5 separate regions of the Mus musculus genome follow, and regions 1, 3, 4 and 5 are each linked to region 2. Evidence: chromatin contacts called from public ChIA-PET and promoter capture Hi-C data. All regions are on one chromosome and are shown on one strand. Each heading gives the region's core, a stretch centred on a gene start, on an enhancer-like site or on the middle of the called end of the contact. The rest is flanking DNA. Distances are from core to core; before and after follow the strand shown. Region 1 has its middle 26 kb from the start of Gm26061. Region 2 holds the start of Skp1 (S-phase kinase-associated protein 1). Region 3 holds the start of Sec24a (Sec24 related gene family, member A (S. cerevisiae)). Region 4 has its middle 4.1 kb from the start of Gm39820. Region 5 overlaps Sar1b (secretion associated Ras related GTPase 1B).

Region 1 (4,720 bases), core at 2,071-4,570, 290 kb before region 2:
TTCCTTCATCCTATAGGACGACTCCAGAGAGGCGTTTCAGTTGAGACAAACAGCTCAGCTTTTCTGCATCTCTCTTTTTCTGGGGTCTTGAAGGGAGAGCCTACTTGCACAGCACCTGTGCCTAGAGTGTATATCAGCATAAGCCTGGTCCCTTTTTGTACTGTAGAACTGGCTGCAAGGGCCAGATGGGTGTTTAGGTGACGAGGGGGTTCCCATGGCTTCTTAAAGGACCCAGAGATCTTGGGACTGGATCTGATGACAGGAAGTAGGTCACAGTGGGTCACCCAATACCCCTTCTAGATTAGTCTCCTGCCCCATTAGAGGTGGCTGTGCAGTCAGGACTGAGAATCTACCCAGGTCACTTGAGTGAACTTTATGGATAAGGACTAGAATTCTGGGAAAATTTCCCAAGGGCAGATACATCCCACACTCTCCTTAATTTACAGGTTAGATACCAAAGACCCAAAGACAACAAGAAGCCCAGAGGATAATGGCAGTGTTCTCAGTTTAGCAGGACTGCTCAATGGCAGGAGATCAAGGCCACACTAAGCCCCAGGGAACCAGAGACTTAAGAGAACAAGGAGCACAGCAGATCTGGGATTTCCCCTAACGGCTGCCCCAGGGAGTTAGCAGGTGCAGGGATGCTTGCTTCCTCCTTCCTGCAGGTGTCGCCTCCTCTGGGCTTCCTTCCCTCACAGCTTCCCCAGTACACATCCACATTTGGCGGTGGGGGGCACTTAACCCAACTCTGCAATTTACATTCTCCACTGTTTTGCTTTGTCTGTGTGTCTGGGATGATGTCAGAGAGTCTTCCTCTATTCTGGGTCCCCGGGATGTGGGATGTGGCTATGCTATTGTCTTCATCATTGAGCAGGTGTGGATTAGCATTGGTACAACTGAGCTGTAGACTGCAATGTCCAGCCTGGGTCACTCTGCTTTTCCTTCTCTGTGACTCGACCCTGCCATCCTCCTGTCTCAGTCACCCATCAACCTTCCTCATCTTCTCCCCAAGGATGGGGTGACTGGCCTCAGTCATCGGCTGGATTGCTCTCTCCTTCTCTCTCTCTCCCTCCCCCACCCATCTCTCTGATAGTATCATGCAGCTCAGGTTGGCCTCGAGCTTGCTATGTAGCCAAGGATGCCTTGGCTTTCAGACACTCCTACATGCAGCTCCTGAGTGCTGGGATTACAAGCATGCACCCCATTCATGTGGAGCTTGGAAAAGAACCCAGAACTTGGGTACATTGCATGTGAAGCAAGCCCTCCACCAACTGAGTTTCAGCTCCAGACGCTGTAGGTCTCTCTCTTGAAAGGTGAGTCTAATGAGAAGTCTGCAGAGGTCCTCCAAGTCTTGGTGAACACTGGACACTGAGCAAGACAAAGGAGAAAGTTTGGGAGAATGCTGGCTGTGGTGACTGTCAGCCCAATGTGTTGGGAAATGTAAGTTTGGCTCAAGCAAGCAGAGGAACACAGGATCTGACAAAGATGGCCAGCTCAGGGATGCAGGACCCAAGACCTCATCCACTTGGGCCACCTCCCCTAATCATGGGCACAACCAGGTAGGTAGAACACCCCACACTACCTTCCATGCCACAAATCCCACAGACTTCACTCCGTCCAACCTCTTTACCCTCATCTTCAGTTAGGCCCCAATATCTATGCTGCCCACAGCAGGACAACCAGCCATCCCCACTAGAAGGGCCTCGTCAGGAACCTGCTATTCTGTTTGCAGATTTTGCCTTCTTCTAAGGCCAGGGTTCCCTGTCACTGGCCACTCAGTAAAGCCAGAACCTGGCCCTCCTCCAGCCTCCTGGGAGACAAAGAGCTCATCTTTTGTGTGGTCAGGCCTTGGTGTATTACACCCTTTCCAGCTGAGTCAGGCTGCTAGAACCCTGGCTGCGGACTCCAGGAGGTCTCAGGGCAATACCACTGCTCCTCTGAGCTCGCCTGCATTCAGTCTCTTCGGTTCATTGATCAGGAATCATATGATCGTTTTCAAAACACAGCTGGTGGAATAGCCCATCTGTGCCTCTGCCTTTAGACCGTTACTCAGCAGCAATTTGTTTAAACCTGCAGTTGTGCATATAGAAGGAAGCTGCTCTCACCAGGCCTCGTGATGTGCAGATAGGGAGTCTGCTTCATTTTCAGGACCACCCTTGGCTGGGCTTCAAGAAGTGGGTGTGTCTTGATGTTTTCATTTAGTGCGCGCACTCATGTGTGTGTGTGTACATGCCATAACACCCATTTGGAAGTCTAAGGATAATTTGTAGAAGTCAATTCTATCCTTCCACCATGTGGGTCTCAGGGATTGAACTCAGGTCCTCAGACTTTTCAGTAATTACCTTTATCCTCTGAGCCATCTTGCCCTCCCCTGACTTTGTTTTTAATGCTCATTTGTCTCTTCAGCTCCTCTCAGAACAATTTTCTTTTTACATTTATGAATTTTTGAATCATGAGTTATTAATATGTACTTCCCAATAACACACACACACACACACACACACACACACACACACACACACACACACCAGCCAAGATAGCTCATAAATTCTAATCTAGACAGAAACCCAAGGTCTGTGATGTCCTCTATGTCCCCCATACACCAACCTTATCAATGTGGCAGAGACTGACACTTGTCCTTCAGTGTATGCATGAGCAAACACAGACACTCCCAGAATAAATACTAAATTTGCCAGCCTCCTTTGCAGCTATGTGAACAAGTTCTGATTAATAAGATACATGAGGAATGTTGTGTCCAACATCTAGAAAGCATCCTTAGGGGAAGAAAAGTATGCCCTGTCTCCTTTCTTTTTGTTCACCTTAACCACAAAGCATTGTCTCTAACTGACAGCTGGAATTAGAGCAGCCATCTTGGAACTCAAGGCTTCTTTTTTTAAGGACAGCAAATATGGTTGCCATTTTCTAAGATGGCTTCCAGCGACCCTCAATGCCCAGTTCCAATATTCTTTCTTGTTCCTTTCTCCCTTCCATTAAGTAGGACTGGCCTGTGTAACCTACAACCTGAGATATCACAGAGATGCAGCCGTAGAAAGTGAGGCGTGTTACTTCTGCCACAGTGTCTCATAGGAACATTAATTGTGCTTTGCTTTCTCTAGGGTTGCAAGCTCTAGGTCAGGAAAGGCCAGGGGCCCTGCTTTGGATTCACGGAAGTGAACGCATGGATTAAGGTCACAGTAGGGAACCCATGCTTCCTGCCAATACCAAAGGTCAACTTCTCATCGTGTTACAACTACCCTGCTCAAGCCTTCAGGTGACCACAGCCCCACTGACATCCTGCCTGAAGCCTCTCGAACCATGTAGCTAAGTCACTTCCGCTTCTTGAGCTACAGGAAGTGTGAGGTCAGAGATGTTTGGTCCTGTTTGGAGCTACTGAAATGCTCTTTTCTTTTGCAGATAGGAATGGAAGCAGAGCCTTGGGTAATTTAGGCAAATGTTCTACTACTAAACCTCCCCCCAAGCCCAAGCCAGGAGACCAGGCCTCTGGAGCCTGGGCTGGCCTGGAGCTCACTCTCTAACTGAGAATGGCCTACCTTGAGTTTCAGATCCTCCTGACTAGGAACATAAGCATAGGCTACTGTGTGTGTGTGTGTGTATGCTTGTGAGTGTGTATGTGTGAGTGAGTGTGTGTGTTTGCATGTGATATATGCATATGCATGCATGCGTGTGTGGATTTGGGCGCGTGCATACCACGGCACACCTGTGGAGGTGCCAGCACAGTCTTGGGTATTCGTTAGCCCTTCCTTTCCGTGTTTGAGACATGCGGGTCTTTTGTTCCCCTTTGCATACTCACCCTTGCTGGCCTGGGAAGCTGTGCAGACTCTTCTTTCCTCCCTTGAGACAGGGTTTCTCTGTGCAGCCCTTGCCACCTGGTCTGGGGAATCCTCTGTCGCTCCCTCACATCTCACTGTAGGAGCACTGGGATCAAATGGCCATGCTACTACTGTAACTGCGGGCGGGCGGGGTGAAGATTCTAGGAATCCGAGCTCAAGTCCTCATGTTTGCACAGCAAGTGTTTGATCCACTGAGCCATCTCTCCAGCAGATTTTTAAAATTGCATTTGTATTTACTTACTTGTTCTGTGCCTGTGCACTCATGCATGTACCTACACACATGCCTCTCGAAGCGCATGTCCTTTCTGTCTCTCTGCTTCCTATTTACATTGGATCACCGTCACTCTAAACTTCTAACTGTATACAACTGCAAGTGCCTTTAACAGGTTGTCTTCTCAGCTATCCTCCTGCCCACGGCATGGGGAACCCTCAGCGTTTCTAAGAGGATGGCCAGTTTACTTATTTATTTACTTTTACATCTGTAGCTGTGTACATTCCTGCATCTGCCTGCATTCCTCGTACTTGGGCAGCAGAAACAAGAGAGTAAGGAGCCGGAGGCCAGTCTAAACTATGTTGTAAAGCCCTGTCTCCAAAACAACTGGGGTGTAGCTTAGGTAGAGTGCTTGCCTAGTGCACACAAAGTCCTGGGCTCCATTCCCTAGCACTGCCTAAAACCGGGCACGGAGAGTGTGCCTGTACTTCCAACACTTTAAAGGCAGGAGTGTCAGAAGTCCAAGGCCATCTTCTGATATAGAGTGAGTTCCAGGCCATCCTAGGATACATGAGACCTTGTCTTAAAAGCTAAGAACAAGAGATTAAGGAGATGGTTTTATGGGTAAGAGGATGTGCCCTTCAATCATGGGGACCTG
Region 2 (4,724 bases), core at 347-2,846:
AGTTTATGGCACGTGGAGGAAAAGGCTCTCTAGTGGGCCTTCCCTAGGAGGCCCGAAGCCGGAGCTGTGAAGGGCAGGCAGCGCTGCAGATAAAAAGCCTGAGAACTGTGGGTCTTTCATCTTCTGTCATCGACTCTGGCACCTGGCAGACATTGGATACCAGCAGACAAAGACCTGGTAATTCAACCCATTGCTTGGTCTCTCTGCCCAGTCTTGTCCTAGAGAAGCTGTAGTCTCTGGTTTCTTTAGGAGGCCCTGTGTGGAAAAGTCTTTTGTCTTCGTGGTGCCAGGAATACCAATCATGTGCTCACTGGTTAGGTGAGCCTGGCGCCTTGGTGGGGCTAGTGATGCTCCCTAGACACAGCAGGGCAGGGCAGGGCAGGGCAGGCAATTGCCCTCTTCCTGGCTGGGCTGAGGCCAGATGGGTGCTTTCAGGCCTCTCCCTTTACTTCAAAGCTGTTTCATTCTAGCGACCTTATCACAGCCTTCTTTGAGCCGCCTGTACAGCATAGCCTGTTCAGGTTGAGCCTGACTGTCCCCGTTCATTGCTGGATGGATCCCCAGCACTGGCCTCACAGATTGGCCTAGAGCATGGTTACCCAAAGAATGTAACCTCCATGCTACATTCACATTGACTCTCTCCAGGCTTGGCGCTTCACTCCAACAATGGCTATTTGGGGGCCTGGAAGCCTCTTCAAAGTTCAAAGGTAGGAAATAAAGGTGAAGATTAGCCAACAGGGTGGTCCTAGCCTCGAATCTCCAAGCTGGCTATTGGGAGGCAGACAGATCTGAGTTTAAATAGCGAGCTCCAAGCCTTATATAGTAAGACCCTGTCTCAAAACAAAACAACAAGAGTTTCAGGCAAGTATATATGTGGTGAAAATGCCTGTGACCCCAGCGCAGGTGGAAGGAGATCATGAATTTTAGACCAACCTGGTCAACATACTGAATTTACAGCTACTCTGTGCCAAACAGGGTCCCGTCTTAAAATGCAAAGAAAATAAAACTTTAAAAATCAAATAAGCAGGTGTACCATGTCAGGAGTATTTAAGAATTCTAAGCCGCCTAGGTTAAAGAAACACCTTTGTCTCAACATGGCATACATGTATATATATATATATATTTAATTCAGTATCAGTAGAGAAGGTTCAACTCCTGAACCCCTGGTCAGCAAACTCAATTCTATTTCCTTAGGTTATTAGGAGAGTAACGGTGGTCAGGCTGAGGCGACTCCTTTAAGGAAAACACACACCCACAACCGGTTTTGCGGTTTGTTGTTTCCAGGCTTTTCCAGGACTGGGGTCTTTCAAGCCGTTTAAGACAGCCCATGCCTGAAAGACCCTTCGGGTCGAGATGGTTTCCCAGCCGGTGCCGGAGTCCGCTTTGAAGGAGAGCATGGCGCTGTTTAGGCCAGCGGAGTAAGGAGGACGTCCCTCTCTTGCCCAGCCACCCCTCCACCCGCCGCCGCTCAGCACCTCTCCAGGAGACCTCTGCGGCGCTCAGGGTCTGCCGCCTGTGTTTCGACTGCCGTCAGGCGATCTCAACGGCCAGCCCGGCCGGCTGTGTGACGTCACGGGCTCGGGGTCCTCGGCGCCTGCGTCCCGCTGCTATAAAAGGCGACGCCGCGCGGCGCCGCTCGAGTGGCCTTGTTCTCGATACTTCGTTGTGGTTGTGAACTCTGTCCGGCAGCCTCGGGCCTGCGGTCTTGAGACGGAGCACCGTGAGTAGCAACCCGCGAGCCGGACACGTTCCTCGAGGGAGGGGCTGGGTGGGAGCCTCGCGTTGGCTGTGGAGTGCACGAGGCGGCGAGGCGACCTGGCCTCGTATCCTGAGGCGCCGTGCGGCCCGTTGCAGACCCCCGGACCGCGGGAGGCACGAGGAGGCCGAGTCAGGCCTTCAAGGGTCTCCCATCCTTTCGGCGCTCGCTCAGGGAAGAGAGTCGAGCCCTGTGGCAGGCCTGCCGCTTTGCAGGCGACGTCAGTCGGCCCCAAACGCGACTGGAAGGCCCAGGCTTCGTACCGGGCCTGCCTTAGCGACAGGCTTGCTGCTCCGCGCTCCAGGCCGGGTGGGCAGCGAGGCTTTGAGTAGGGGTCCTGGGCCGTTCCAGGTGGTGGCTGTCGTTGCCATTTGATTCTTGGCTCCCTCCCTTTTCTCCTGTATCTGGCGTCAATTAGCTCCTTATTGGTCTCACCTTTTTAACCACCGAATATGCAGGTAACAGACTCCCAATGTTTCTTTGCGTTTTGTCACGTTCTGCAGTCTCTGAACTTGTTACTGTAATAGACACTGTCGTCTGAGGTGTGTGGCATTTGACGCTAAAACCTGAGGTGTTTGGGTTTTTTAAGGGATAGTGCTAAAACCTGCCTTCTGGTTCACTTTTTCACGGAGTCCTCAGGTTTGGAGACTCAGTTTTTCAGCAGAATGTTACAGTAGACTGTATTGTGGCATAGAACAATGCAGTCTCTTCCGTCCTGCAGTGTAGTAACAAGTGTCAGAATTTCGAGTCACTTAAAACAGGTTTGTTTTTAAAGTCTGGTATACTAGAATTCTCATGCTAGACTTGGATGATTAATTTCCAAGTCTAGGAGCTTAGAGAACTGAAGAAGGGTTTTTTGAAAGCATATCAAATCGAAACCTCATACATTATTACTTAAAAATTTTGCACTTAATTCCAACACAACAACAAAAGTGAAGTCTAGGATTACAGAGTGCGTTGAATTACAGATTAACCGATTGCCTCCCTGTCATTTAATAAGATCCTGGCTCCCTTGCAAGTAACCTAATACCTAAATTTGACTATGACTAAGCACATCTTTATTTATTGTGAATTATTTCAAGGAAATACGGGGTGGTCTTTTAAAATAATTTTATCAACTACATAGACTTGTTCTGGAATGCTCATTGTAGTACTAGAGATCATAAAAAGAACACAGTGTCTTGCTATTAAAAACTGGCCTATTTTAACTTTTATTGTTGCCTTATCATAGGGAGGGTCTGCTGCTCTGACTTCTCTGTTCTGCAGACATGTTTGTTAGTTGAAAAGTGAACTCTTGAGTCTCTTCAACCATGGATGAGTGGGAGCTGGGTATTTCAATGGATGATTGTAAAACAAGCTTTACCTCTCCCAACCCCCTTTCTTGAAGCTTGTTTACTTGAGGAATTGGGGACAAGTGTCTCAGAAAGCTGAATGAATATTTTAGGAGATGTGCTGAGTCTTAAGTGTTTGACCCTAAAATAGGTGTAGTAGTTATTTTAAATGCTAAACCCTGTACTTTTGTGAAAAATCGCGTTAGTAATACAACTCAGATCCAGAAATGCTTAAGAAGTACCTTTAGAGTAACATTGAAGGCTTGTATCTTCCTTAGAAGCACAGACCTGCCTAGTTGCATGTGAGGTAGGGATTTTGGTGCCCACCTTTAGTCCCAGCACTGGAGGCAGCGGCAGGTTTATGGCTGAGTTCAAGACTAGTCTTAAGTTCCAGGACAGCCAGGGTAATACAGAGGAACCCTATCTCAAAAAACAAAACAAAAACTATCAGAAAAAAAGTTGCTTGTGAATTTTAAAGAGGTCTTGAATTAATCCTCTTTTGAAGGGATGAGGGGGAAATCTGATGATAAGAAATTGCTGGCTTAGAGCTTTTAGTATTAATACTGATTTGTTTTTATTTGGCTTTTTTTTTTTCCCTGATGACTCATTTTATATCTCAGTTGATAAGGTTTTGGATTTTTGTTTTTGGGGGGATTTGTTGAGTTTAGTTTTTGAGACGGGGCCAAGAAAACCAGGCTAACCTTAAATTTATTTTCCTATGTGTCAAGAAGATGGTCATAAACTCCTGATCCTTCTATTTGGCAAACTGTTGGGATTATGGGATGTACTTGCTTGGCTCACCTTTTGGGGAGAGGGGGAGAGGGCGGTGTTGCAGATTGAAATAGAGCTTTATACGTGTTAGGCATTATACTAAGGAGCTATATCTCCAGCCTCTTTTGTATTTCATTTTAAGCAGACTCTTACTGAGTTCCACCAAAGCTGGCTTGACCTCATTATGTTACTTAGTCCTTGAAATTATGATCCTCACTCGGGCATCTAAAAGCTGGGCATTACAGGACTTTTCTCTGTATAGCCCTGGCTGTCCTGGAACTCACTCTGTAGACTGGCCTTGAACTCAAAGAGATGCACCTGTGTCTTGACTCCCAAGTGCTGGAATTAAAGGCATACACTACTACCATGCCATTTTAAATTAATTTATATTTGGTGGGTGTTTTTGTTTTTGGAGACAGATTCTTACATAACCTAGGCTGGATTTGAACTTGGCTGTGTGCCTGATGTCTGAATTCCTGTGTCTCAAGTACTGGCTTTATAGGTGCCTGCCACTATGACTTAAATGCATTTTTGTAGTTTGCTTTTGTGGAGACAAGGTCTGTCTGTGTAGTCCTGGCTATCCTGTATGTAGCTATTTAGACCATGCTGGCCTCTGTCTGCCTCTGCCTTCTAAGAGCTGGGATTAAAGGCCTGTGCCACCACTCCTGGCTCTAAATGCATTTTAGAAGAGTTTTTTGTTTGTTTTGTTAGAGTTTCTCTGTGCAGCCTTGGCTGTCCTGGAACTTTCTCTGTAGACCAGGCTGGCCTCAATTTATAGAAGTCTTCCTGCCTCTGCCTCCCAGTGCTGGGTTAGGGTAAAGGCATGAACCACCACCACCCAGCTCCTTTTAAAATTTTTATTACCT
Region 3 (4,889 bases), core at 2,188-4,687, 480 kb before region 2:
AAAAGCAATTTACAGAAAATAAAAATAGCCATTCTTGCTGTGTTTTGGTTAAATCTAAAGGATATCTTAAGATATAACTACTATAACATGTTAACTTATACATGTACATTAAACCACCATCTTAAGACTTTTTCAAATGTAACTACCAGGCGTGCTCTGAGTTCAAGGCTAGCCTGGTATACAAAGCCAGTTCCAGGGGACAGCTAGGGCTACAGAGAAACCCTGTCTCAAACAGAACAAAACCCAAACAGAATGTGTAAGCAGCAATTACTGACTTGCATGAGTTTAGCAAGCATAGATTGCAGCATGTAACTGTTCTCCATTTCACCTTCAGAGCCACAACCCTATTCTCAGAATTAAAGATGAACAAACAACCACTTAACACAGGAAATCAGCCACTGACTGACAAGACTTCCACTAAAAACACACTTCAAAAATGGGCACTATAGGCTGGGTACGCCTTCAATCCCAGTTCTCAGCAGATAGAGGGAGGAAACTCTGAGCATCTGAGGCCAGCTTGGCCTACACAGTGAGTTCCAGGCCAACCCCAATGGCTTCATAGTGAGAGCCTGTCACACTCAACACACACACACACACACACACACACACACACACACACGAAAAGCTACTAGAAGAAATTGAGGTGAGCTTCTTCTGATGGCACAAGTCTCTAATGCCAGCATTTGGAAAGCAGAGGCAGGTGAATCTCATAGGAAGTTTCAGGCCAGCCAGGGCTATAAAGTAAGACCTTAATTCAAAACAAAACCACAAAAAAACTTTTAAAATGGTTATTACAGCCAAGCAGTAGTGGCACACACCTTTAATCTCACCACTTGGGAGGCAGAGGCAGGTGAATATCTGAGTTCCAGGCCAGCCTGGTCTACAGGGACAGCCAAGGCTGCTACACAGAGAAACCCTGCTTCAATAAAACAAAAATAATTAAAGAAGGTTATTATAAAACACCGAGGAGAAAGGGGAAGGCATAGATTATGCAGTTATATGATAACCTCAAAAGTAAAAATAAAATAAAATAAAATAAATCACCCTAACAACCAAGAACAGCAAAAGTGTCAACTCGAGCTCTTTATTCTTACAGTCTTATCTCTACTCCTTTTATTGGAGTTTTTACAGCTGCTACCATCCTGAACCACAATTCCATATCTGGATTCCCAAATAGCTCTAAGCAACCCAGACAGGAGTGCACTCTTATGCCCAAGGTCAGAACATAGATGTGCAACAGGTGCATGTTTGGCTTTGACCAAATTAACAAAGTAAGTGGGCTATGGAAATTCCAGCTCTGCAATGCAAGCACTAGAGCAGCTGAGACAGGAGAATTGCCACAAGTTTCAAGCCAACTGGAGATAAGAGCGAGACAGTGTCAATAAATAAATAAATAAATAAATAGCAATGGAATATCTCCAACAGAGCCTAACATACTGATTCAATTCCTGCAAAAACATTTCAAAGTCCTCACAGCTCTACTTGCATGTAAGCTTACTGGCACATTTACTTTGTGATTTAAGTGCAATTCGTAAGCAAAACCCACACAGGCGACATCTTCAGTTGTTTTCACCTTAAAGTGGATGATTGCATCTTCTCAGCAAATGTCAATGTCACAGAAGAAAATGTAGTTTACATAATCTCTTACTATAAACTCAAGAAACAATTCAAGTTGAAAACCTGTCAGTGATTCTCAGCTTCTCTTGCCCTGCCCACATAGCTGCCTACCCACATTTTTAAGTCTTACAAAGAACATTCTTTGTAAAGAAAACAGTAGTCTTCTCTAAATACATTGTAACCAGCAATTTTAGTCACTGGCTATTTTCTACAACTTTAAATGGGCACAGTAAGTACTTTAGTATTATTCTCCCTGTCTTCTTCCCATAAAGCAAAGATTTGTAGGCTAATTTGTAAGTAGGCAGAAAATGAGTCTTTATTATATCAATTAAAATAAGCTTAGCAAATCACGCTGTAGGAAGGCGTCAGGAATCCTAGAAGAGATATCCAATTATAAGATATTCTCCCGCCAAATGATAAATTATAGTGCCAGATGTACTCTCTCTAGGGTTCAGAGAGTTGTGACTAACTTACATTCTAAATGAAGAGGAGGGCCCTAGAAACGAAGCCCTAGCCATCCATCTATTTGGTTCTTCCACAACTGAAAAACTAAACAGGAGGCCCAAGGACTGTCGTAGGAAGAAGATCCTTGAAGAAAGATCCCTGCAGAGATGAGCAAGTCCTAAAGGGATCTGTCAAAGACGGAGTCATTCATTCATCTCTGCAAATTAGTATTAATAAGCACTGACCCGCCACCCCCCTGCACTTCGAGCCTGCGGACCCGAGATGAACCCTGCCCTCCAGGACACAGGACTGAGGTGGCGCATTGCGTGATGACACCCAGACACTATGACCTCCATAAGGCAGTTCTGGGAACTGATTTCGTCTACGATTCTTGTTCACCTCTTGTTTATCTCAGACGTTGCATACTGCAGGTGCTTACTGTTTGCAGGCTGAACCTATAAATACACATGAAACTGTCCCACCAGCGTGGATCTGCAGGTGCATGTCCACCGCGGCTCCCGGGTCCAGGCCGTCATCCGCCACTCCCCGCGGTAGACCTGGCTGGGACTTGTCCCTGGCCCGAGCTGTGCCGCCCTCCCCGCCCCCGTGCGGCACTCACCGTTGGTGTAGGGAGACCCCGAGGCTGAGGCGGCTCCGTTCTGGGCCTGGAGGCTAGCTGCGGCACCGCGGGCAGCGGGGATCCGGGGCTGGGCCATGGCGCCCGGGGATCTCAGGGTAAGACGGAGCCGTCGGGGTCGACCGCAGCGCCCAGCCTAAGAGCTCCAACAGGAAAACCGAGGGCAGGGACCTGGAGGCCGGAGAAGCGGAACACGCGGGGTGGCACGTCAAAGTAGAGGCATGGCGTGTCCGTGTCTTCTGCCCGCCGGCGGCCACGACCTGGCCAGGGCGCGGAGAGGCTCCGGAGTCAGGCCGGCTGGGCTGGGAACGCCGGGCTCGGAGGCAGCAGCCGAACCCGGAGAGGAGGGAGGCCCTGGGCGGAGCCGCCGGCCGCGCAGGCACAGTGGGGACACGTGGCACTTCCGGTTCCGGCTGGAGGCTGCGGCCGTGCTCTCTGTCCCCGGGGAGCTGCCCCGAGGGCACCTGACAGTCCCGTGTCCGGGCCCGGAGGACCGTGCACGGACTCGCCTGCCACGTCACGGACTCCCGCCGCCCGCCGGAAGTAGCCTGTGTCACCACTGCGAAAATACCCGGCGTGGAGAACGTCACCTTGCTGACAGTCCCAGGGGTGGTGCGGATTTTTAGAATCGATTGGGTGGGACAGGAGAGACCCGGCTCCTCTTCCGGGATTCTCTGAGGATTACCTGAGACGACCGATGTCCTCGGCTACCGCTGGTGGCCCAGCCGATGCTATGCCAGCTGTAGAGTGCAAGAGAATTTTAAAAAGAGGTGTTCAATTACGTGTGTTTGTCAAAGTGTCATGGGCGGGACATGGCGGCAATCAGGAGGTCGAGGCAGAAGTGTTCTAAGTTCGAAGGCGGCCTAGTCAGGTCAGCCAGGGCTGGAGTGAAGATGCTGGGTCAAGGTTAAAATGTCTGATGACGTTAAGGAGGAAGCTCTTCTTTTCAACTGGAGGATTAAGATTAATTTTGACGTTAGCCTGTTGGTAGCATAGTCACTCCGAAGTACATCCACCACACATGGATCGGGAATCCATCCCTCTCCTATCCCAGTGTTGACAATGGAGTCCAATGTCCTAGGGAAGCCCTTAGTTTACACTGAGCTAGGCAACTTCTATAATAACAAGTATTTAGTTAATACTGAGGCTCCAAGCCGGGCGTGGTGGCGCACGCCTTTAGTCCCAGCTCTCAGGAGGCAGAGGCAGGCGAATTTTTGAGTTCGAGGCCAGCCTGGTCCACAGAGTGAGTTCCAGGACAATCAGGGCTAATCAGAGAAACCCTGTCCCGAAAAAAAAAAAAATACTGAGGCCCCGGACTAAATAACATTTAAAATGGTAATTGTAATGGTATCGTACTCCTATAGTTCTGGATACAGAAAAGTGAGGCAGGAAGATCTTGAATTCAAGACCAGCCTGGGCAATTTACCAGGACTCAGTTTCTTTAAAAGGGGTTAGATATGTAGGTCACTCATAAAGAGTTTCCCTAACCTTGTAGGAAGAAGCCCTGAGTTCAAAAGAATTAAAGGCAGTTTACATTATGAGAGTTTACATTAAGTCGAATAATTCAAATGTCCTTTCTGGGCAAGTAGCTTGTGGGTTGCTTTTATTTTTACCCCCAAACAGACTTTCTGACTTGTAAGACCAAAGAGAAGTAGAAACTGGTTGGTTATGCAACATACTTAGTGATATCAGTGTGATCTTTAGCTACTTTGGTTTTACCTGCTCCAAGCAGATGACAAAGTCCTTCACAGATGTGTGCTGCTGATTGAAACGTATTATGCCATGAGTTTCACAACCTCGGGCGAAAGTACATCTTACCAAACTCATTTACTATCTAATGCTGGCTACGAAGTATTACAGAAAAAGAGCACAATCTAAAACTACTGTCAGACCCAAGAAGCAAGCAGTAACCACATATACAAATTTACCCTAACCTTGATTTCATTAATAGTTACCTCAAAACCATACTAAAATATATTTGCTCTGAGTGGAATTAAACAATTAAAAAAAAAGATTGTTTTATTGTTTTAAAGTTTGTTTTCTGTATGTATGGGTACCTACATAGAAGTATTTACACGCTGGTCGATGGTGGCACACACCTTTAATCCCGGCATTTGAGAGGCAGAGACAGGTGGATTTCTGAGTTCGAGGCCAGCCTGGTCTACAGAGTGAGTTCCAGAACAGCCAGGGC
Region 4 (4,808 bases), core at 1,711-4,210, 360 kb before region 2:
GATAGAGTCAAGGCTCAGTGTGAGCCCAAAAGTGGTGAGGCCCACCAGTCCTCAAGGCACCCCACTCCACTCAAGACTTCAGTCCCAGGTTTGACCAACCTCCTTCTGTGGGAAGTGCTTCAGCATGCAAGGTGACTCCTTTGAAACCTTCTTGTCGGACTAAGGAGCAAGTGTTCTTCCTTTGGTCATTTTCCATTGGATATCCAGGACCCGTGGCTGTAGAGGGAGTGGTGGAGGTCTAGCTAGAGTCTCAGGGAGAGGCTTGGGGTGGAGTCACACTAGATGCCCTCATCAGGAAGATGATGGGAACAAGAGAATTGTTCTTGAGCTCATGCCCATCTAGGCTAGTTGTAGGAATATTGTCTGGAAAGTACTTTGGCATGCAGGCTGGGCAGGAGAGGCATATTGCAGGTTAAACAAAGAGGGTTGCATGGACAGTGCATGCCACCCTAGACGATGTCTGTTCCTAGACACTCCATTTCTTATGTTCCTGATCTCCACTTGCTCTTGGAACTTAAGCAAAAGCTGGTAGATATTTGTGTCCAGTCCCTGATAGACAAGCATTCCTTAAGGGAAGCAGGTACCAGAGGCCTGAGGGATGGCTCAGTAGGAACCCTCTGCCAAGCCCAATGACTTGAGTTAAAATCCAAGGACCTATTTGGTAGGAGAGAACTGGTTCACTCAAGTTGTCCTAGGACCTCCACATAAACGTCTTGGCATGTATGTATGGTGTGCGCCTCCCTGTTTATTTGAAAGAGAAGAAGAAAGGGAAACAGGATACAAGATGAGGTAGGACATAAGTTGCTGCTCACACGTGTCTGCTCTGTTCGGATGATGGGTGGGGAGGGGAGGGGAAGAGAAGGGAAGCCAACAAGGAGATGCTTGTGTGGGGGCTGAGGGAAGGGGGAGAGTACTCGTACATATGCATCTGTGTCTGCCCTTTATCAGCACATGCCCACACAAGCCTAAGGCCATGTCTCTGGAGTCTCCGTCTTTTGAGCTATTTTCCCAGACAACCTAAAAATAATTTCCATCTAACTTGAGGCTTTGTGATTTGATGCACACGGTGCTTGCCTAGCAGATATACGTTTTAAACCCACGTTTTTAATCTAAAATCAACATCCAGTTCCAGAGAGTCTGCATTATTTATGCATAGTAAGTAAGACGCAGCTAGAGCAGCCTGGAGTGAGTCTAGAGAAGAATGGTCCCCGCAGGGTTGGTGGGGCATCTCTCTAATCCCAGAGCTTGGGAGGTTGAGGCAGGGTGGCTCCTCAAATGTGTGAGTTTGAGGTCAGCACGGCTTATGTAGCAAGACCCACATGTCACCAAACAAGTAAGAAGGAAAGAGTCCTTATGAAGGTGACGAAGTTAAATGCACGCATGGGCTGACAATGACAGTGTGTCAAGGGACCCTGAGGTCCAAGAGGTAAAGGCACTTTTAAAAAGATTTAATTTTTATTTGACATGCACAAGGGTTGTGATTCTGTGTGAACCACAGGAGTCCCTGGTGCTTAAGGAGATCTGGAGATGACATTGGATCCCTTGAACTGGAGTTATGAATGGGTGTGAGCCACCACATGGCTCCCGGGAACGGAAAACAGGGTCTCTGCAAGAGCAGCTAGGGCTCTTAACCACGGAGCTGTCTCTCCAGCCCCTCAACTGACCTTTTAAAGTCTGCTTATTAGATGACTGAAGGGTTGGAAGATATGTGTCAGATGAAGAGAAAGATGGAAGGGTGTGGTTGATGGTGGAGATGTGACAAAGGGGAGGGAGGTTTAAGCTGTGGCCTGTGATGAGCTGGTAGATCATGGTTACATCTGAATAGGTAGGGAGGATGTAAAGGGCATAGGAGAGAAACAACACCCACCCCATTGTCTTCAGTGTACTTCCCAGAATCTGGGATGATGTTCCGTTAGGAGACAAAAGAGATTCTGCAGAGATGAATAAAATACAGACATTGGCGTCGGGCAGTGGTGGCACGGGCCTTTAATCTCAGCACTTGGGAGGCAGAGGCAGGAGGATTTCTGAGTTCGAGGCCAGCCTAGTCTATAGAGTGAGTTCCAGGACAGCCAGGGCTATACAGAGAAACCCTGTCTCAAGAAAAACCAAACAAACCAACCAAACAGACAAACAAAAACCCCCAAATACAAAACAAAACAAAACAAAACAAAACAAAACAAAACAAAACCAGACATTGGGCCTAGAGATGGCTCAGCAGTTAAGACCATTACTCCTCTCGCAGAGGACCCAAGTTCAGTTCCCAGTGTCCATCTTGGATGTTTCATGACTGACTTTAATTCCAGCTCCCAGGGATCTGGCACCCTCTTCTGACTTCTGCAGGGACCCCCCCCCCCCCATGCCCTTGTGCATCCCCTCCCCCATATACACATACATAAGAAAGAAAAATAACTCTTAAAAAGTTAAGGAGCTTAGTTAGGCTGGGCAGTGGTAGTGGCTCAGGCTTTTAACCCTTGTACTCGGGAGGCAGAGGCAGGAGGATCTCTGTGAGTTCACAGGCCAGTTTGGTCTACAGAGTGAGTTCCAAGACAGCCAGGGCTACACAGAGAAACCCTGTCTTGGGGCAAAAAAAAAAAAAAAGAAAAAAAAAAAGAAAAAAAAAAAAAAAGAAGGAGCTTGTGATGGGCCATGGCTCTGGATTATCCAGGTGAGTCCTCCTATGTCTGTCCTGACCAGATCCTTGGGGGCTGGAGTCACAGACAGATGTAACACGGCCTTTGCTGTGTTCTTCTCAGGTCTCCGTTGTGTCAAGCGCATTCCCACCTCAGGAACTTTGAACTTGCTGTTTCCTCTGCCTGCTCTTTTCATCACTCAGATCTCGGTCCAAATGAGAGCCGGCTCTCTGTTTCCAGATTTTTGTCCTGGAGCTCTGAGTACACTCTGTTCTGGTAGGGCTGGGTTGGGGCAACAGGATGCAAGCTCCTAGCCTGAGCTGGCTGGCATCCTCCCCAGCCCAAGTCCCGCCCAAGATTGCGGGATGGAGCAGTGTGCATGAGTCATCCAGCCACAGACACAGTCCCCTTGTTGGAGGGACCTGAGTAGTTAGGTTGTGGCTAACTCCAAGAGCCAAGGGCTCAGTTGAAAGGGGAGGTTAGGAATTCCCCAAGTTCCTCAGAGTCACACAGGTCCAGGAGGGAACCCGGGAGTGGAAGAGCTGAGGATGGCTTGTGTAGATGGTGCCAGAAGCCCTCTGAAGAGACTGTTGTGTCCCTAACCCACGCTTGAGCAGGCTCTGCCCATGTAGATGGTGCTTACAGTGGACTCACAGGGCTCACTACCCACCTACTGTGGGGGTATTTATCCACCTACTGTGTGCTGAGTATCACTCACACATCTTACTGCAGGTCAGAGCCTGCCCTCCAAGGGCCTGCAGTCTCAATGAGACCAATATACCCACCAAGTCTACAGACTTACTGAGCAGGAGGGGCTCAGAGTTGGGGTGCATAGGGGAGGATGTGTGGGGCAGGTGGGGATGGTCAGTAAGAGAACCTGCCAAAGGGCAGGGTAGGGGTTCACTGCGGGAGGCAGAGGCAGCTTGGGTATGTTACCTTCATAAGGCAGATGCCATGAAGAACCAACAAAAGGAAGAGTTAGTCACAGAAATTTATTCTCTGGAATCTGGAAGCCAGAAATCAGTGTTGACAAGACCTCTTCCTTCTAATGCCTTCCTCAGGGGAGGGTGCTTCTGGCTCTTCCAGCTTCTGGTTGCTTCAAGCATTCTCTGGCCTGTGGCCACATCTCTGTGGTTTCTGCCTTCACCACCACACGCTGTCTCCTCTGTGCCTGCTTATGTGTCTCTGTGTCTTCACATGCTGTTTCCTCCTCCTCCTCCTCTTCTCCCTCCTCTTCTTCTGTGTATTACCCAAATCATCCTCCCTCATACTCAATTTTTCCATGCCTTTCTTTCTCCCCTCCTCATCTCTTCCTTCCCCTTTCTCTCACCTCATGCTCTCCTTTCTCTCTCTTCACCTCCTTACCCCTCCCCCTCCCCCTCCCCCAAAACTTCTTCCCCCCCCACCCCCCGCCCAGTGAACTGTATTTCATTTGTAACCCAGGCTAGCCTTGAACTTACTATGTATACTGTATAACCCAGGTTACCTTTAAACTTACAATTCTCCTGCCTCAGACTTCTGAGTGCTGGCATAACAGGTGCACTGTACCGCTACACTCAGCTTTCAATTTTCCTGTTTTTATAAAGATGCCAGTCATACTACATAGGGGCCCATCTACTCTAATGATCTAATTTAACTGTATTAAATTGGCTTCCACGTAGGGTCACCTTGCAGGTACCAGTGATTAGGACTTCAGTACATCCTCTTGTAGGGTGGGACACAATTGAGCAAGAGCAGTGAGCAAAGGCTCAGAAGGGACAGAGCTCAGGGCCAGATGTGTCCCAGGCTGGCCTCATACTGCCCATCCTCCGACCTCAGCCTTCTGGTACTCATTATCATATCTGGCTTGGCAACTAGGAATGGCCTCATAGGCCCATAGGAAGTGGCGCTGTTAGGAGGTGTGGCCTTGCTGGAGTGGGTGTGGCTTTGTTGAAGGACGTTTATCAGGAGGGGGTGGGCCCGTGAGGTCTCAGAAGCCAGACTTAGTTGGCTCACTTGCTCTTCCTGATGCCTGCCAATCCAGGTGTAGAACTCTTAGCTCCTTCTCTAGCACCATTTATGTCTGCCTGCAGGCTGCCATGCTTCCTACCATGACAATAATGGACTAAACCTCAGGAACTGTAAGCCAGAACCAATTAAATGATTTCCTTTATCAGAGTTGCTGTGATCATGGCGTCT
Region 5 (4,875 bases), core at 1,552-4,051, 450 kb before region 2:
TCATAATCCCGAATTCTCTGGTCCTTTCTCCCATCAGAGCTGCCCTCTTGTTCTCCCCTTGGCTTCTGCTCATAAATCCCATCTGTGAGGTGTGGCTCTTCCCCGGAGAAGCCTCCCTAGCTAGGAGTGCTCTGCTGTCCTAATGGAACTTAGTGCTTCTGTGTACGTTTCTGCAGCAAGTGTGGGAGGACTGTCCTGAACCCTGAGCTGAACTTCTGTGGACTTCCTGTCCGTTTTTTTTATACCCCAATAACTCTTAGCATGTGGGTCACATGGTACAGCACAAGTAGCAAATGCTCCAGACCTAAAGGCCCCCTAAAGCCTGGTGTTAGTGTGGGGTGCCAACCCACAGTGCTGATGCTGTGTGAGGGCATACCACCTCACATGGGCTTCATTCCCAGCTCCATAAATAATAATAATAATAATAATAAGGTATTTTTAAAGCCTGTGACATATATTTGGAAAAGACTTTCAGTGGCTGTGGCTAGTGAAAGCACATTTAAGACACATGTGTTAATCTCTGGGGTATAAAGATTAGAGAATTAGAATCTAGAGCTGGGAGGATGGCTTGGTGGGTCAGAGTGCTTCCCTTGCAAACCTGAAAACCAAGTTCAATTCCAGCATTCACAGCGAAAGGAGAGAGCAGACTTCACGGGCTATCCTCTAAACTCCACAAGTTGCTCTGCACGCACACACTTGTACTCACAGGTACATCATTAGTAATACTACTACTAATAATATACATAGATAAAATATAGAATCAAATGGAGTTTGCTTGAAATTTCATCTCTACAATATTTTTCAGCTAGGCCATAAAGCTCAAGTCATTAGTTACTTCTCATCAGAGTAGTCTAAAAATTGTTTTCTCAGGCTGGAGAGTTAAGAGCACTTGTTATTCTTCCAGAGGCCCACATGGCTAATTGACAACTGTCTTTAGCTCCAGTTCTAAGGGCTCTGGTGTCTTCTGACTTCCACAGGAACCAGGTACACACAGTACACATACATACATACATACATACATACATACATACATACATGCAGGCAATACACGCATGCACATAAAATAATAAAATTTATTTTTTAAGAATAAAAATTGAGCCTGTGGTGATGGTGCCCACCTTTAATCCTAGCACTCAGGAGGCAGAGGGCAGCCTGTTCTATAGAGTGAGTTCTAGGACAGCCAAGGATGTCCCTGTTCCAAAACCCTGTCTCAAGAAAAAAAATTACCTTCCTGATTTTTTTTTTTTTTTTTTTTTGGTTTTTCGAGACAGGGTTTCTCTGTGTAGCCCTGGCTGTCCTGGAACTCACACTGTAGACCAGGCTGGCCTCGAACTCAGAAATCCGCCTGCCTCTGCCTCCCGAGTGCTGGGATTAAAGGCGTGTGCCACCACGCCCGGCTTTACCTTCATGATTTTTTTATAGACTTTAGTTAATTAATTTTTAATAAAAAATCAAAGAATTATTTGTAAAAAGTCTTTGATACATATATACATATAATTTTACCACTTATTAAAGATTAAGGCAAATTTGCATACTAATAAGATGGCTATATTTGCTTGTTTTTACATAAAGAATTAAATGATAGCTGAATATTTTTACTGTGAGACAGAATCTGTAACATTTTTCAAATTCCCTTTTTTTTCTGAGACAAGGTTTCTCTGTGTAGCCTTGGCTGTCCTGAAACTCGCTCTCTAGATCAGACTGGCCTCAAACTCAAGACCCACGCCAGGCCTGGCTCTTTCTTTCTCTTTTTAAGATTTATTTACTTTTATATGTTTGGGTGTTTAATGATTTAATGATTTTTACCCTCTTTTTATGCAACCGCAATCAGCAACTTAAGTAAAAGGGTTTTTTTGTTTTTTGTTTTTTTGTTTTGGATTTATTTATTTATTATATGTAAGCACCCTGTAGCTGTCTTCAGACACACCAGAAGAAGGCATCAGATCTCATTATGGGTGGTTGTGAGCCACCATGTGGTTGCTGGGATTTGAACTCGGGACCTTCAGAAGAGCAGTCAGTGCTTTTACCCGTTGAGCCATCTCGCCAGCCCTAAGCAACAGTTTTTAAAATAAGTCATTCAAAAACAGTACAATGCAGAGCTATATTAGTTTGATACTTACATTCTGAGAAACGGTGGTAGGAAAATATTGAAAGTCTTTGCTTTCTGAAATTAAACCATATCTTTCTTTCTTTTTTTATAAATTTATTTCATGTGCATTAGTATTTTGGCTACATGTATGTCTATGTGAGGGTGTCAGATCCTCTGGAACTGGAATTACACACAGTTGTGAACTGCCGTGTGGGTGCTGGAAACTGAGTCAATCCAGGTTCCCTGGAAGAGCAGCCAGTGCTCTTAACCACTGAGCCACCTCTCCAGCCCGTTATGTTTCTAGAAGAACAGAAAACTGTCTGCACAGCTAAGACCTTGCAGTTCCTCACATGGTAGTCGGGAATCCGAGCCAGGGCATCTGAAGCAGTGTTGCTTGGAGCTGTGTGGTGTGATGTGCCCAGTACATGTTCATGTGGTTGCACCAAGACTGCGGGGAAGCCAAGTGCTGCAACAGACGCACGTGAGCCAGCAGTGCCGGAGACACACCAGAATCAAGGCGCTCCGGTTTTTTAGTTTGTTTTTGTTCTTGAACATTCAGAAACCTTTGACTGTTATCAGATTTTTCTTGACCTACATTTTAAGAACCTGAAGAATGGGCTGGAGAGCGGGCAGAGTGGTTAAGAGCACTGAATGCACTGACCGGCTTTAATTCTCTCACTTACGTGATGCCTCCCAACCTTCTGTAACTCCAGTTCCAGGGGATCTGATGCCCTCTGCTGGCCTCTGTGGGGACTGCATGCACGTGGACAGACACACATACATACCAGCACAACTCATACACATAAAATAAAAACATTTAAAAAGCTGGGGTAAAATGCATGTGTACCAGGAATTCCCCAGGAAAGGGATAGAAAAAAATAAGTGAGATATCAGATCCCAGTTTTTCCACTCTGATGAAAATGGAAACTTAGGGCTGGAGAGACGGCTTAGTGGTTGAGAATGCTTGTTGCTCTTGCAGAGGACCTAGGTTCAAGTCTTAGCAACCACATGGAGATTCACAGCCACCCATAGCTCCAGTTCCAGGGAATCCAGCTCCTTTTGTTCTTCTTGGCTCCCAGGCACATATGCGCTGCATAGACACGTATGCAGGCAAGCACTTATGCATAAAAAGTGCAATAAATCCAAGAAAACTGTCACCTCTCAAATGCAAAGAGCTCGATGAATACCAAGCACAATGTGATGCAAACAACACTAAAGCCCCAGAAATGAAAGTGCTCGGGCCATTAACTGAGAAGAACACCTAGAGGAGGGAAGCAGAAAGACATGGGGCCCGCAGAGATCGCAGCTAAGAGAGAGGAAAGCATATCAGGCCAGGAGGTGGCTCAGTAGCCGTGGGCGCTTGCTGCCGAGTTGAGTATAAGGAGAGAGCAGACGCCCAACATTTGTTTTCTGACTTCCACACGTGCTTCCCCCCACTCTCACACACAGAAATAAGAAATCAAAGCAGAGAAGCAGCACATTTGTCATGAGAAACAAGGTAAGCTTGAAGACAGTGGAGAAATGTTTCTCTACTACTGAAAGAAAATGCTTTTTGTTTAGATTTACTTACTTGAGTATTTTTCACACATGCTTGTCTGTGTACCTCGTGTGCCTGGTGCCCTCAGGGTCAGAAGAGGGCATCGGATTCCCTGGGACTAGAGTTAGAGATGATTGTGAAAAGCTAGTGGGTGCTGGGACAAAGCCTTGGTCCTCTGGAGGGAGGAGCATCCAACTTAAGCACGGAGCCATGGCTCCAGCCTCCATTTGAATGCTCTCAGAGTTGAGGAAGAAATGTTCTTACAAGGCTATATGTTGACCATTTTGTCCCTAGCTGGTGGCACTATTTAGAATATTTTCATTAATTAAATTTGTTTTCTGGGGCTGGTGAGATGGCTCAGTGGGTAAGAGCACCCGACTGCTCTTCTGAAGGTCCGAAGTTCAAACCCCAACAACCACATGGTGGCTCACAACCACCCATAATGAGATCTGACTCCCTCTTCTGGAGTGTCTGAAGACAGCTACAGTGTACTTATATATAATAAAAATAAATAAATCTTTAAAAAAAATTGTTTCCTGTTTTGAATACAACAGTTTGTAACTTGCCAAGCTTGTACTTGGCACTAACACCCATCTGTTGTTGATTTCATACTTACCACTTAAACTTCAGAAATGAGAAATGTCAAAAAATACTGCACTTACACACACACACACACACACTGCTTAAATTAGTTGATGAGAGTTTATAGTGGTTTTCTAGTGACCTTAATAATGAGAGTCACTGTGTCTGTGAGTGTACACATGTGTGTGCAGCCTGTGTGCAGGCACCTGTGGAAGCAGAAGAGGGTGTTGGGTCCCCTCCCCTGCAACTGGAGTTGCAGGCAGTTGTGATCCACCTGATGTGGGTTTTGGGGACCAAGCTGCGGTCCTCTGGGAGAACAGGAAGCACTCTTAAGCACCGAGCCATTTCTCCTGCTCCTAACTCTATTTCTTAATGGGGAAGAGTAAAGGATTTCATTGCCCCGAATCACGGAGAGTCTGACATTTGTTTTGGTTTTCTGGGGAAGATTTGGTACTAAAGTCTTTGGCAAAAAATGCAGTTGGCTGTACAGTAAAATAGCAGCCAAAGGGAGACGCCAGTACACTGGAGGCCTTGTTGGACTCTTCCATCAAACCATCCGCTAGGTTTGACCAACACATAAATCCTAACTCCTGATTGTTTTTGTTAGCCCGAAGAGTATGGAAAAACTACCTTCCTGCTATCAATGGCATTGTATTTCTTGTGGATT

The links. Promoter capture Hi-C pulls out the DNA fragments that hold promoters and counts their contacts. ChIA-PET counts read pairs in DNA pulled down with a chosen protein or histone mark.
Region 1: a contact with region 2 is called in an RNA polymerase II ChIA-PET map of memory CD8 T cells, with 202 read pairs. The contact joins the enhancer-like site here to the promoter of Skp1 in region 2. A contact is called at or near these places in 4 of 39 promoter capture datasets (3T3-L1-derived adipocytes, the C10 cell line, neutrophils and 1 more), 1 of 484 Hi-C or Micro-C datasets (B cells), 5 of 115 datasets of contacts at active chromatin or transcription factors (double positive thymocytes, effector CD8 T cells, embryonic limb bud and 2 more) and 1 of 9 other capture datasets (liver).
Region 3: an RNA polymerase II ChIA-PET map of memory CD8 T cells shows a contact between it and region 2, with 658 read pairs. The contact joins the promoter of Sec24a here to the promoter of Skp1 in region 2. A contact is called at or near these places in 14 of 39 promoter capture datasets (the 3T3-L1 cell line, 3T3-L1-derived adipocytes, the C10 cell line and 9 more), 1 of 484 Hi-C or Micro-C datasets (nephron progenitors), 20 of 115 datasets of contacts at active chromatin or transcription factors (the 230-238 cell line, the NIH/3T3 cell line, T-cell acute lymphoblastic leukemia and 16 more) and 3 of 9 other capture datasets (adipose tissue, liver and pancreatic islet).
Region 4: an RNA polymerase II ChIA-PET map of memory CD8 T cells shows a contact between it and region 2, with 84 read pairs. The contact joins the enhancer-like site here to the promoter of Skp1 in region 2. A contact is called at or near these places in 10 of 39 promoter capture datasets (the 3T3-L1 cell line, 3T3-L1-derived adipocytes, the C10 cell line and 6 more), 7 of 115 datasets of contacts at active chromatin or transcription factors (the SCID.adh cell line, double positive thymocytes, effector CD8 T cells and 4 more) and 2 of 9 other capture datasets (adipose tissue and liver).
Region 5: a contact with region 2 is called in a promoter capture Hi-C map of embryonic stem cells, with 2.4 times the contacts expected there. The contact joins the enhancer-like site here to the promoter of Skp1 in region 2. A contact is called at or near these places in 23 of 39 promoter capture datasets (the 3T3-L1 cell line, 3T3-L1-derived adipocytes, the C10 cell line and 14 more), 2 of 15 datasets of contacts at CTCF or cohesin (embryonic stem cells and pro-B cells), 9 of 115 datasets of contacts at active chromatin or transcription factors (the NIH/3T3 cell line, cardiomyocytes, double positive thymocytes and 6 more) and 5 of 9 other capture datasets (adipose tissue, embryonic stem cells, liver and 2 more).

What each region holds. Positions count from the first base shown.
Region 1 is chr11:51,935,616-51,940,335 of GRCm38.p6, forward strand. No RefSeq gene overlaps it. Among named protein-coding and RNA genes, the nearest start is that of Gm26061, 26 kb to the right of the region's middle. Within about 2 kb of position 3,321, at least 129 of the 459 cell types and tissues checked have an H3K27ac peak or open chromatin away from gene starts, as enhancers often do. A contact at or near this core is called in B cells, double positive thymocytes, effector CD8 T cells and 3 more, where this site is marked.
Region 2 is chr11:52,230,399-52,235,122 of GRCm38.p6, forward strand. It overlaps Skp1 (S-phase kinase-associated protein 1), which reads left to right and starts at 1,597. Exons shown (of 6, transcript NM_011543.4): 1 at 1,597-1,720.
Region 3 is chr11:51,753,397-51,758,285 of GRCm38.p6, forward strand. It overlaps Sec24a (Sec24 related gene family, member A (S. cerevisiae)), which reads right to left and starts at 3,438. Exons shown (of 23, transcript NM_175255.3): 1 at 2,681-3,438. The coding sequence starts at 2,777.
Region 4 is chr11:51,871,486-51,876,293 of GRCm38.p6, forward strand. No RefSeq gene overlaps it. Among named protein-coding and RNA genes, the nearest start is that of Gm39820, 4.1 kb to the left of the region's middle. Within about 2 kb of position 2,961, at least 205 of the 459 cell types and tissues checked have an H3K27ac peak or open chromatin away from gene starts, as enhancers often do. A contact at or near this core is called in 3T3-L1-derived adipocytes, the SCID.adh cell line, the SN4741 cell line and 5 more, where this site is marked.
Region 5 is chr11:51,783,335-51,788,209 of GRCm38.p6, forward strand. Sar1b (secretion associated Ras related GTPase 1B) reads left to right here. Exons shown (of 7, transcript NM_025535.2): 5 at 4,816-4,875. Among named protein-coding and RNA genes, the nearest start is that of Sar1b, 22 kb to the left of the region's middle. Within about 2 kb of position 2,802, at least 5 of the 459 cell types and tissues checked have an H3K27ac peak or open chromatin away from gene starts, as enhancers often do. A contact at or near this core is called in embryonic stem cells, where this site is marked.